Regions from separate parts of the Mus musculus genome. Here regions 2 and 3 are each linked to region 1. Evidence: chromatin contacts called from public Hi-C and promoter capture Hi-C data. All regions are on one chromosome and are shown on one strand. The core of a region is the stretch at or near the end of the contact, and the rest is flanking DNA. Distances in the headings are between cores, read along the strand shown.

Region 1 (2,773 bases), core at 191-2,690:
GTGGTGTGTGCAGAGAATTCTTAGCAATCTCTTGAGATGTAATATTTATTTGGCTAATGCTATGACAGTCGTGGCTCTCTGAGAAGCACGAATATATGTGTGTTTCACTTGCTTCGCAGAGCCCCTCCTTTCCTTAACCTTTGAGCTTAAGCCCTGATTAAAATGTCTTTAATGAAATCTTTTGACTCTGCTTCATAAACTGGCGGGTTGCTGGGGATGGCAGTGAGGAGCCTCTCACTACTGCCCCCCAAAGTTTTGTGCCTTTACACTGGACTTCGTGCCAAGGACCCTGACAATTCCACCTTCTCTATTCTTGGCATTTCTGGGCTAATTAGTTCCCAGTTTAATTCAGCTACCTCTTGGGAAACTGGGCTTTTTCTTTGTAAATTCTCACCTAAGCGAGACCACCTCCAGGATTCTTGGTTGGGTAAAGAATGTTACTACTTGGCTTAGATAGTTAATATTAGTTAACAAGTATTAAGTGACTTAATGTAGTTAAGCCATCTGTTGTAGACCTGCATGTTGTACATGCACTCAGGTGCTCTGCCCAGGTCTTGGGGTGGTGTTGGTGAGCGGTCATAAAGGTACGTTTTCCTCTTCGGTTTTAAGATGTGCCAGATGACTAAGGCGGTGAGGTGAGGATGTCAAAGCAAAGGATTTGAGCACCTTTAGCTAGTCACTCATTGGCAGACTCCCTTTTCTTTCTCTAAAAATGATTTCTGAGTTCGAGGCTAGCCTGGTCTACAAAGTGAGTTCCAGGACAGCCAGGGCTATACAGAGAAACCCTGTCTCGAAAAACCAAATTTAAAAAAAAAAAAAAAAGAAAAGAAAGAAAGTTTGGTTTCAGACCCAGGGACAAGGGACTGAGATGCGTATTTTACATATCAAAGCCTCCAGGTTTTCCCAGCATCCTTCAGTCCGTACCTGGCATACCATGTCTCAGTCCCTACCTGGCATACCCTGCCCCATAACCCTGAACTTCCCAGCCCAGGGCCTGGGCTGCCCTTCCCTCAGAGGTTCCTCCCAAAAAAATCCAGGCATTTTGCTCTCTCCTTCTCTCTCTACGCATACACGACCCCCACCCCCACAATGGCGACTTCAACCCTTGGGGCCAGTGAACTCGACAGACAACCGCCTTCCAATAAACCTGCCTTTAGTATAATCTGGTTTAAATTGGCTTATTTCACCGGTGGTGACGGAGAAATAACTTATTAATATCTTTTAATTCATAAAACTAGATAACATTTGTCAAGAATGATACAAGCCGCTCAAATGGCTACAGACTGACCACACAGTCCAACCTAGCCCAGGACAAAGGCCACGCGCGGCTCCCTTTGGTCAACGCACGTGGCAAACCCTTGCTTACAAACGGCTCAGCAAGGCGCAGGCGCCGTTGGTCCTGCCCGCCCCCAGAGGCGGTGCTTAGCACAGGCCTAGGGCGCATGCGCTAAGGTTTGTCTCAACGCTCCGTCGCGGCGGTAGCGACGAAGAATTCGTTTGGGCAGCCGCGTGGTTCTGGGTGAGTGTTCGGCAGCCGGACAGAAGGCCGGGTGAGAGTACTTGCGCCTCGGGCTCTCCATGAGGCTGTGGCCCCGCGCCGTGGGCGTCTAGCCTTCTGCGGCGGAGCCCGTCCGAGCGAGCCGCGGCTTCGCCCGTGGGCCGGATATCTTCCGGCAGGCGCACCTGAAACCGGAAGTGACGTGTGGCGCCGGCTCTCACCTGAGCGGAGGGCACGGGGCAGTGGGGGCGCGGACCAGCCCCTTGCATTTGCTTCTGGGTTTGTGAATGGGGCCCGGCGTGCAGGGCCTACAGGGCTCTGGTGGGTCTGGATGACGATGATGGTGTCCTTGAGAGGGAGAGTCAGGGTGGTGCATACCCGGCGCCTTCCGTAAGATGCAAAGTTGAGTGGGAGGGACAGAGCTGTAAGTGCTGTAACCCGGTACCCTTCGCGGTGTCATCTTCACCGCTGTCCTTCTCTTCCGAGCCCTCTCGTCTTTTTCCTCCTGACTTCATCCTATTAGCACTGCACTGCTATTTCTCTGTTATCCAAAACTGGTCTTTTACGAGCATTAATTGGGTCCTGCTGTTGTCACGCATCCTTAAACTTTTTGAGAGCCATTTCAGTGAAATATAATTTAAGAGCATACCCCCCCACCCCCCGCCCCCGGACCCGTGTAACTTGTCCCTTCTCGCTTCAACACCGTACTTATGTACAGATAACTCTCCAGACCCTAATCCAGCTTGGTTGTGGCCGTAGAAAACCCAAGTCACAAGTCTGGTTTCCTAGCTTTGTAACTTTTAGATGTTTCTGGAACGACTGAAAGATTTACACAGCGAGCAATACTATAATCAGCTCTTGAATTTTGGTTACAAAGTTCTCACTGAGTTCCAGCCTTTATTCATTATCTCATTTCGAGATGCTAACTCTGCTTTTGACCTTGATCAAATCTCATTAATCTTTTAGAGTGACACTTTGTCAGAGAGGCCACCTCACACCTTACCTTCACAGTTTTACTTAGGTCTCTCTTAATTGCCGAGTTATGTAACTTCTTTTTATGGCCATCACCACAGTTGCCCTTGTATATATCTATACTAAAGCCATTTTTTCTTTAAATGCCTGGCCTCCCAGGGGACTAGGGGGAACTGCCTCATGCCTCATTTGATTGAGTCAGTAATTTTGTCAGTGTGTGATTTAGTTCACCTCTGAAACTTTAGTGCTTTGATCAAATCCTTCTTTACATTATACTCCCCCCAACCCCCATGTGCATTCTCT
Region 2 (2,773 bases), core at 201-2,700, 1.8 Mb after region 1:
CATGCTGCAGGCCGGAGAATCTTTTTTGCTAAAAAAACACAATACAAATATAATTAATGGTTATCATTTATTGTTTATTACAAATATAACTATATTTTATTATATCAACCACTGTTTATATTGATGTAATTAATATTAATACATAATAAATACAGTTAACGGTTATCACTCAGCAAATAAGATAAGATATAAGTCACTGGGAAGGAAAGCTCAATATTGCTTTAGAGTTCGCTGAGATAAATGAATGCAACTTAACTGGTCTAGGTTGTCACTTCACGTGTACAAAACATTTTAAGAACTAAGAATTTCTCTTTCATGCTTAGTAGATGAATAAAGTCATGTAAGAGATGAATAGTGTCACAAAGTCCAAGGGTTTACAAAATCGCCAAGGCACTCTGGGGTGATTTTACTAGTAATGTGGCACGTGATAGGTAGCTTGACTTAAAGGATGTTAGTGTGTGTGTGTGTGTGTGTTCAACTGGATTTTCTTGTAGCTTTGTTTGAGAAAAATGAGTATCTCATGTTGCCCAGGCTGGAATCAAACTCTATCCTCCTGCCCCCACCTCTCAGGTTCTGGGGTTCCCAGAGTGTAGCACTCAAGCCTGGCTACCATTGTGAAAATTATAACTTAGTAATCAGATCCTAGACCATTTAAATAATATGTGTATGTATATATATATGTATATATATGTGTGTATATATATGTGTGTGTGTATATACACACACACACACACACAGGATGTCACATTCCTTTAATCTAAGCACTCAGGCACTCAGACAAGGCCAGCCTGATCCATAAAGTGAGTCGCAGAAATTAAATATATATACTGAGACATTATATTTCTAGTTTACTTTAGGACGTGATTCCAAAAGAGGGGCACACACTCAGTCAATGGTGGAGTTACAACTATGTGCGGGTGTGCTGACTCAAGCCTGTAATCCTAGCACTCAGGGGAGTGGGCTGGGGGAGCAGAAGCAGGCAAGTTCCCATGAGTTCTGGGCAAGCCTGGGCTACAGGGGCCCTGACTTTTCAAAAAAAAAAAAAGGTAAAATAAAGTGGCACGCGAAAGAGTCAACAATGCTTTGCATAACTGTTTTACCTCAAAATCGCTGAAGTTGCCTACAACAAATTAAAACCTTGTGCAAAGTAAAGGCCTGTGGGGTCAGGGCCTCCCTCCTGTCCTGAGGCTTCTTGCTTTCCCGGTTCCTCAACAGTCGGATTCGGGATGAGTCGGGATTTGCCCCGCGCCTCTTCGGCTTCGGCGCGGCGTCACTCTCCGGCCGGCCGCGCAGCGGATCCGCACACCGTTCCGGCCCAAGGCGGAAAGGAGGGGCCTGGTGACTCATGCGGCCGGGGCTGCTGGCCAGCCAGCGAGGCCTCCCTGCAGTCCGCTTCCACCTCCCAGGCCGCCGCGCGTGCACACGGGACCGACCTTCCGGGCCGCGGCCGCGTCCGACCGCTCTCAGGAGCCCAGGCCTCCGGGCCGCAGCCCGCGCGCGTCCACGCTAGCCCCGCCCCCGCCCGCGAGCATGCGCACCAAGCCCATCTGCAAAGGCGCGCCCCCCGCCGCCGCAGCCGCACGCGCCGCCGCCTGGAGGCCGGGCAAGGCCGCGGCGGAGGCGAGGCCCAGCGCCCTGGGCGGCGCGCGGCCGCCGAAGTCCGTCCTCCCGGTGGGGCGACAAGCGGCGCAGGGGAGGGGACAGCCAGACAAGCAGGAAGCCGCGGCTTAAAAGGGCAGCTCGCGCCCAGCCCTTCCTCCCCGCGGTCCAGGCCTGCGAGCTCCGGTCTTTACAGCTCCCGCCGCACTCGCCTCAGCCCGCCGCCGCCGCCATGTACCGCCGTCTGGGCGAAGCGCTGCTGCTGTCCCGCGCCGGGCCCGCTGCCCTGGGCTCTGCGGCTGCAGACTCAGCCGCGCTGCTGGGCTGGGCCCGCGGACAGCCCTCCGCCGCCCCGCAACCCGGGCTCACGCCGGTCGCCCGGCGCCACTACAGCGAAGCGGCCGCCGACCGCGAAGACGACCCCAACTTCTTCAAGATGGTGGAGGGCTTCTTCGACCGCGGCGCCAGCATCGTAGAGGACAAGCTGGTGGAAGACCTGAAGACCCGGGAGAGCGAGGAGCAGAAGCGGAACCGGGTGCGCGGCATCCTGAGGATCATCAAGCCCTGCAACCATGTGTTGAGCCTCTCCTTCCCCATCCGGCGCGACGACGGCTCCTGGGAGGTCATCGAAGGCTACCGGGCCCAGCACAGCCAGCACCGCACGCCCTGCAAGGGAGGTGAGCGCCCTCCGGCCCCTTTCTGTCCTCCCTCCCCTCCAGACTCCCGTAGCCCGGGCCGCTACTCGGCCCAGCCCAGTTCTGCAGGCCGTGCCCCGCTTCGGGCTCCCCCGCCTCGGGTGTGGCAGCCTTAGAGGATACTGATTTTTTTTTTCCGCCCTAAAACTACCACGTAATATGCCAGCCTTTTTACTGGGCAAGTCTTCACCCCAAGCCTCTGCTTGTGTTGATGCTGACTTCACTGAGGACACTGTACAGCTTTTCTTTAGCCTCGGTGCCTGTCATGTCATAGACCGTGAACCCTTAACGCCAGCAGCCGACGATACAAGAACAGAGAAAAATTATCTTCTTTTTGGAGTTGGAATCTTGAAAGTTTGATTAACCAGCGCAGCTTACTAATCTTCTAAATTATTATAATTTTACACTGATGGCTTTTTGTGTTGTGCCTCTTTTCTCCCCTTGGAAAATGTAAAATATCGAGCAGAGTAAGGTCTCTG
Region 3 (2,773 bases), core at 108-2,607, 1.5 Mb before region 1:
GCTGAATCATGAAAGTCCCAATCAGTTATTTTTAGCATGCCTCTTAATTTTTCTGTCCCCTGATTTCTTGTCTTCTGTGCCTAAGTCTTGAACAGGTAACCACTTTAGGGGATGGCGGCGGTAGATAGGCCATGGAGGAAGTGTCAGCTAGATCAGAACAGAGAAAAGGTAGCATTTATTTCCATTCAAGGTCTAAATGATCATTTAGTATGTCTGATCCCCAAATAACCACCATGCTAAAGATTAACAAACTAATGAGACAAAATATGTCAGGGAGTGAGAACAAGCCTTAAGTGTTTACACATACAAGTTTTAAGAACTAAAAGAAATATGAAGGCTGCGTGAGCAAAGCGAAGCCCCTGGCATATTCATTTTACTGCCTAGAGGAGATGCAAAAGACAATTAGAAAGCTCTACACCTTTATGTAGCGCAGGCCATCGGACACAACTTAACATTCTACTTTTCAAATAATAGAGAACAGAAACATTAATGGGAAAGACGAACAAAGAGGTGATTCTGGTTCTCACTGGTAGGTCCAACCAAGTCTCCTGAGTCAGAAAACTTACGCTACTGCTAATACGCAAATACCACAAATAGCTTACCAAACAGGAGAAAGCAAATCCGGCCATAACTATGTAGACAGTCCACCCAAACTGTTCAGCCACGTACCCGTAGATAAACCCAACTATCTGAAAAGAAACAAAGTATATAAAATGCACTCAAACCAAGAGAGGCGGGGTTAAGAATTAAAAGTAATGCAATACTTACTGCAGAAAAAAGAATGATCCCCTGAAACATCTGTTCAGCTAGTTTCTGCCCCTTGTAATCCTAGGGACGAAAAAGAAGAGGACGAGTTGGTCCTACTGCCAAAGGACTGCAATTCTCGTAGGGAACTCAGCGTTGGCATAAGGCAGCATTCAACACCAGGAGGGCCCGAGAGTAAGGAAGCAAACATGTAATTTCCCAGGGAAACTTGGGCATCTTAACAGACCACGGGAAAGGGGATCTATTCTGGGGAAGAGAAGGGAAAGTGAAGCCAATCTTAGGAGTGGCTCCGGTGAGGGTGAGGGGCTTAGAAGTCGCTAGGCTCCAAAGAGAAGTGCGGGGGATCGGGGACGCGCGCCCTCACCATCTGGGTGGGCAGCGAACTCAGGTGTTCCAGCATGGTTGCTGAAGACCGATACCGACAACGAAACGGACGTAGCCGATTATTAAGGAGTAAAGTTTGCGGGGGTCGATATCGAGAGCAAGGCCGACCAGCCGAGCGTTTCACTTCGGCCGTGGCCCCGGAAGCGGATGTCTCCGAGGGGCACGGACAACCCCTGGCCCCGCCCCGCGCCATCGACAAGGGAGGTACGTCTCTTAGCTTTCCTAGAACCCTGTACACTGCTCACGAGGGCTGGGGCAGCGACCTGGCCGGAGCATCGTGCACCGGTCAGCGCTCCTGGCCGCCCGGAGCTGTAATTGCGGCAGGAATCACTTGCGGGCTGCGCCTCCCCAGTTTAACGGCCGCCGGCGCGCTCCACGTCTCCATAGCGACGGCCTTTACTCGGGGAGGACCCGGGCGACGGGGCTGCCCCGTGGCGCCTGCTGCGCCTGGCTTTCTGGCAGAGGGAGGCACAGTCAAACTAGGGGTTGTGGCCCTACGTGGCTGCTGCAGAGCTCGCCGGCCAGTGGGCCACGGCCAGAGAGCAGCGGACGCGGACGGCCCGGCGGTGGGCCGGGGCCTGGGGCCTGCGGAGCGAGCGCTGAGCTGGCGGGGCGGGCTGGGGCGTGGGCGGCGGCCACTCCTCCCAGCGCAGGTAAGGGCGACTGCGCCCAGCCTCGGAAGGCGACGATTCGTCTGACGCGGCTCTAACCTGACCTGTCAGTGCGTGGCGGGATCCCCGGAGCGCCTCACCACGTCCCCATCACTCCTAAGCGTAAGGAGGCTACTAATGATCTCTAGAGTTAGGGAAGATAACGAAGCCACATTCTCCAGGGAAAGGAGACTGCCTCGGAGAAGAGCTGCGAGGCCCAAGTCGCCCCACATCTCGTGGATTGAGCTTCCGTGCCCCTATGTAGAGGGTCCCAAATTCGGCCTAACTTTTTGGTTGCCGGTTTCCATGGCTCATTCCCAGGCCAGTCCCTCTTGGTAAAGACCAGCCAAGGGCCGGGCGTGGTGGCGCACGCCTTTAATCCCAGCACTCGGGAGGCAGAGGCAGGTGGATTTCTGAGTTCGAGGCCAGCCTGGTCTACAAAGTGAGCTCCAGGACAGCCAGGGCTATACAGAGAAAACCCGTCTCGAAAAACCAAAAAAAAAAAAAAAAAAAGACCAGCCAAGGGGTTCCCTTAACCCTGTCTTTCAAGGGTTGTGTATTTCAAAGCGTGAGCCCTTCCCTCATGACTGAGCTAGATGGGGTGCCGAATTCAGACAGACCATTCTGGGGATCCCATCCTCTGGGGCCCGCTGCCTCTGTGGACTCTGCTGTGCATGCAGTCAGGCACAGATGGCGAGATGCTAGACACTCTAGACTGGGAGGTGAGTAGCCGATGCCAGCATCTACACATCCATGGAGCTACCAACCCATTAGTTAGTTAGTTAATTTTGATTAGCACAGTTGTGACTTAGAACTTGGAAACTTGGAGTGTGTCAAGGAAGATGTCCACATCACTCCAGTAATGTGACTATTGAATTAGCTGCGGGGGGAAAGCACCTATGTGATAGAGCTCTGGAAAGTGTAACCTGGGCTTTGGGGACGTTTCCTGATCGTGAAAGACAAGTGGGGCATAG

The links. Promoter capture Hi-C pulls out the DNA fragments that hold promoters and counts their contacts. Hi-C and Micro-C count contacts between places; a contact is called where the count stands out from the background.
Region 2: a contact with region 1 is called in a Hi-C map of CD4 T cells, with 4 times the contacts expected there. The contact joins the promoter of Shld2 here to the promoter of Ercc6 in region 1.
Region 3: a contact with region 1 is called in a promoter capture Hi-C map of pre-B cells, with 6 times the contacts expected there. The contact joins the promoter of Glt8d1 here to the promoter of Ercc6 in region 1.

Annotation. Positions count from the first base shown.
Region 1 is chr14:32,512,081-32,514,853 of GRCm38.p6, forward strand. Ercc6 (excision repair cross-complementing rodent repair deficiency, complementation group 6) reads left to right here and starts at 1,441. Exons shown (of 21, transcript NM_001081221.2): 1 at 1,441-1,519.
Region 2 is chr14:34,309,067-34,311,839 of GRCm38.p6, forward strand. It overlaps Shld2 (shieldin complex subunit 2), which reads right to left and starts at 1,451. Exons shown (of 10, transcript NM_001360074.1): 1 at 1,101-1,451; 2 at 1-28. Glud1 (glutamate dehydrogenase 1) reads left to right here and starts at 1,661. Exons shown (of 13, transcript NM_008133.4): 1 at 1,661-2,276. The coding sequence starts at 1,832.
Region 3 is chr14:31,000,076-31,002,848 of GRCm38.p6, forward strand. It overlaps Glt8d1 (glycosyltransferase 8 domain containing 1), which reads left to right and starts at 1,358. Exons shown (of 10, transcript NM_029626.2): 1 at 1,358-1,922. It overlaps Spcs1 (signal peptidase complex subunit 1 homolog (S. cerevisiae)), which reads right to left and starts at 1,591. Exons shown (of 4, transcript NM_026911.3): 1 at 1,130-1,591; 2 at 769-828; 3 at 603-689; 4 at 1-147. The coding sequence starts at 1,342. The coding sequence ends at 22.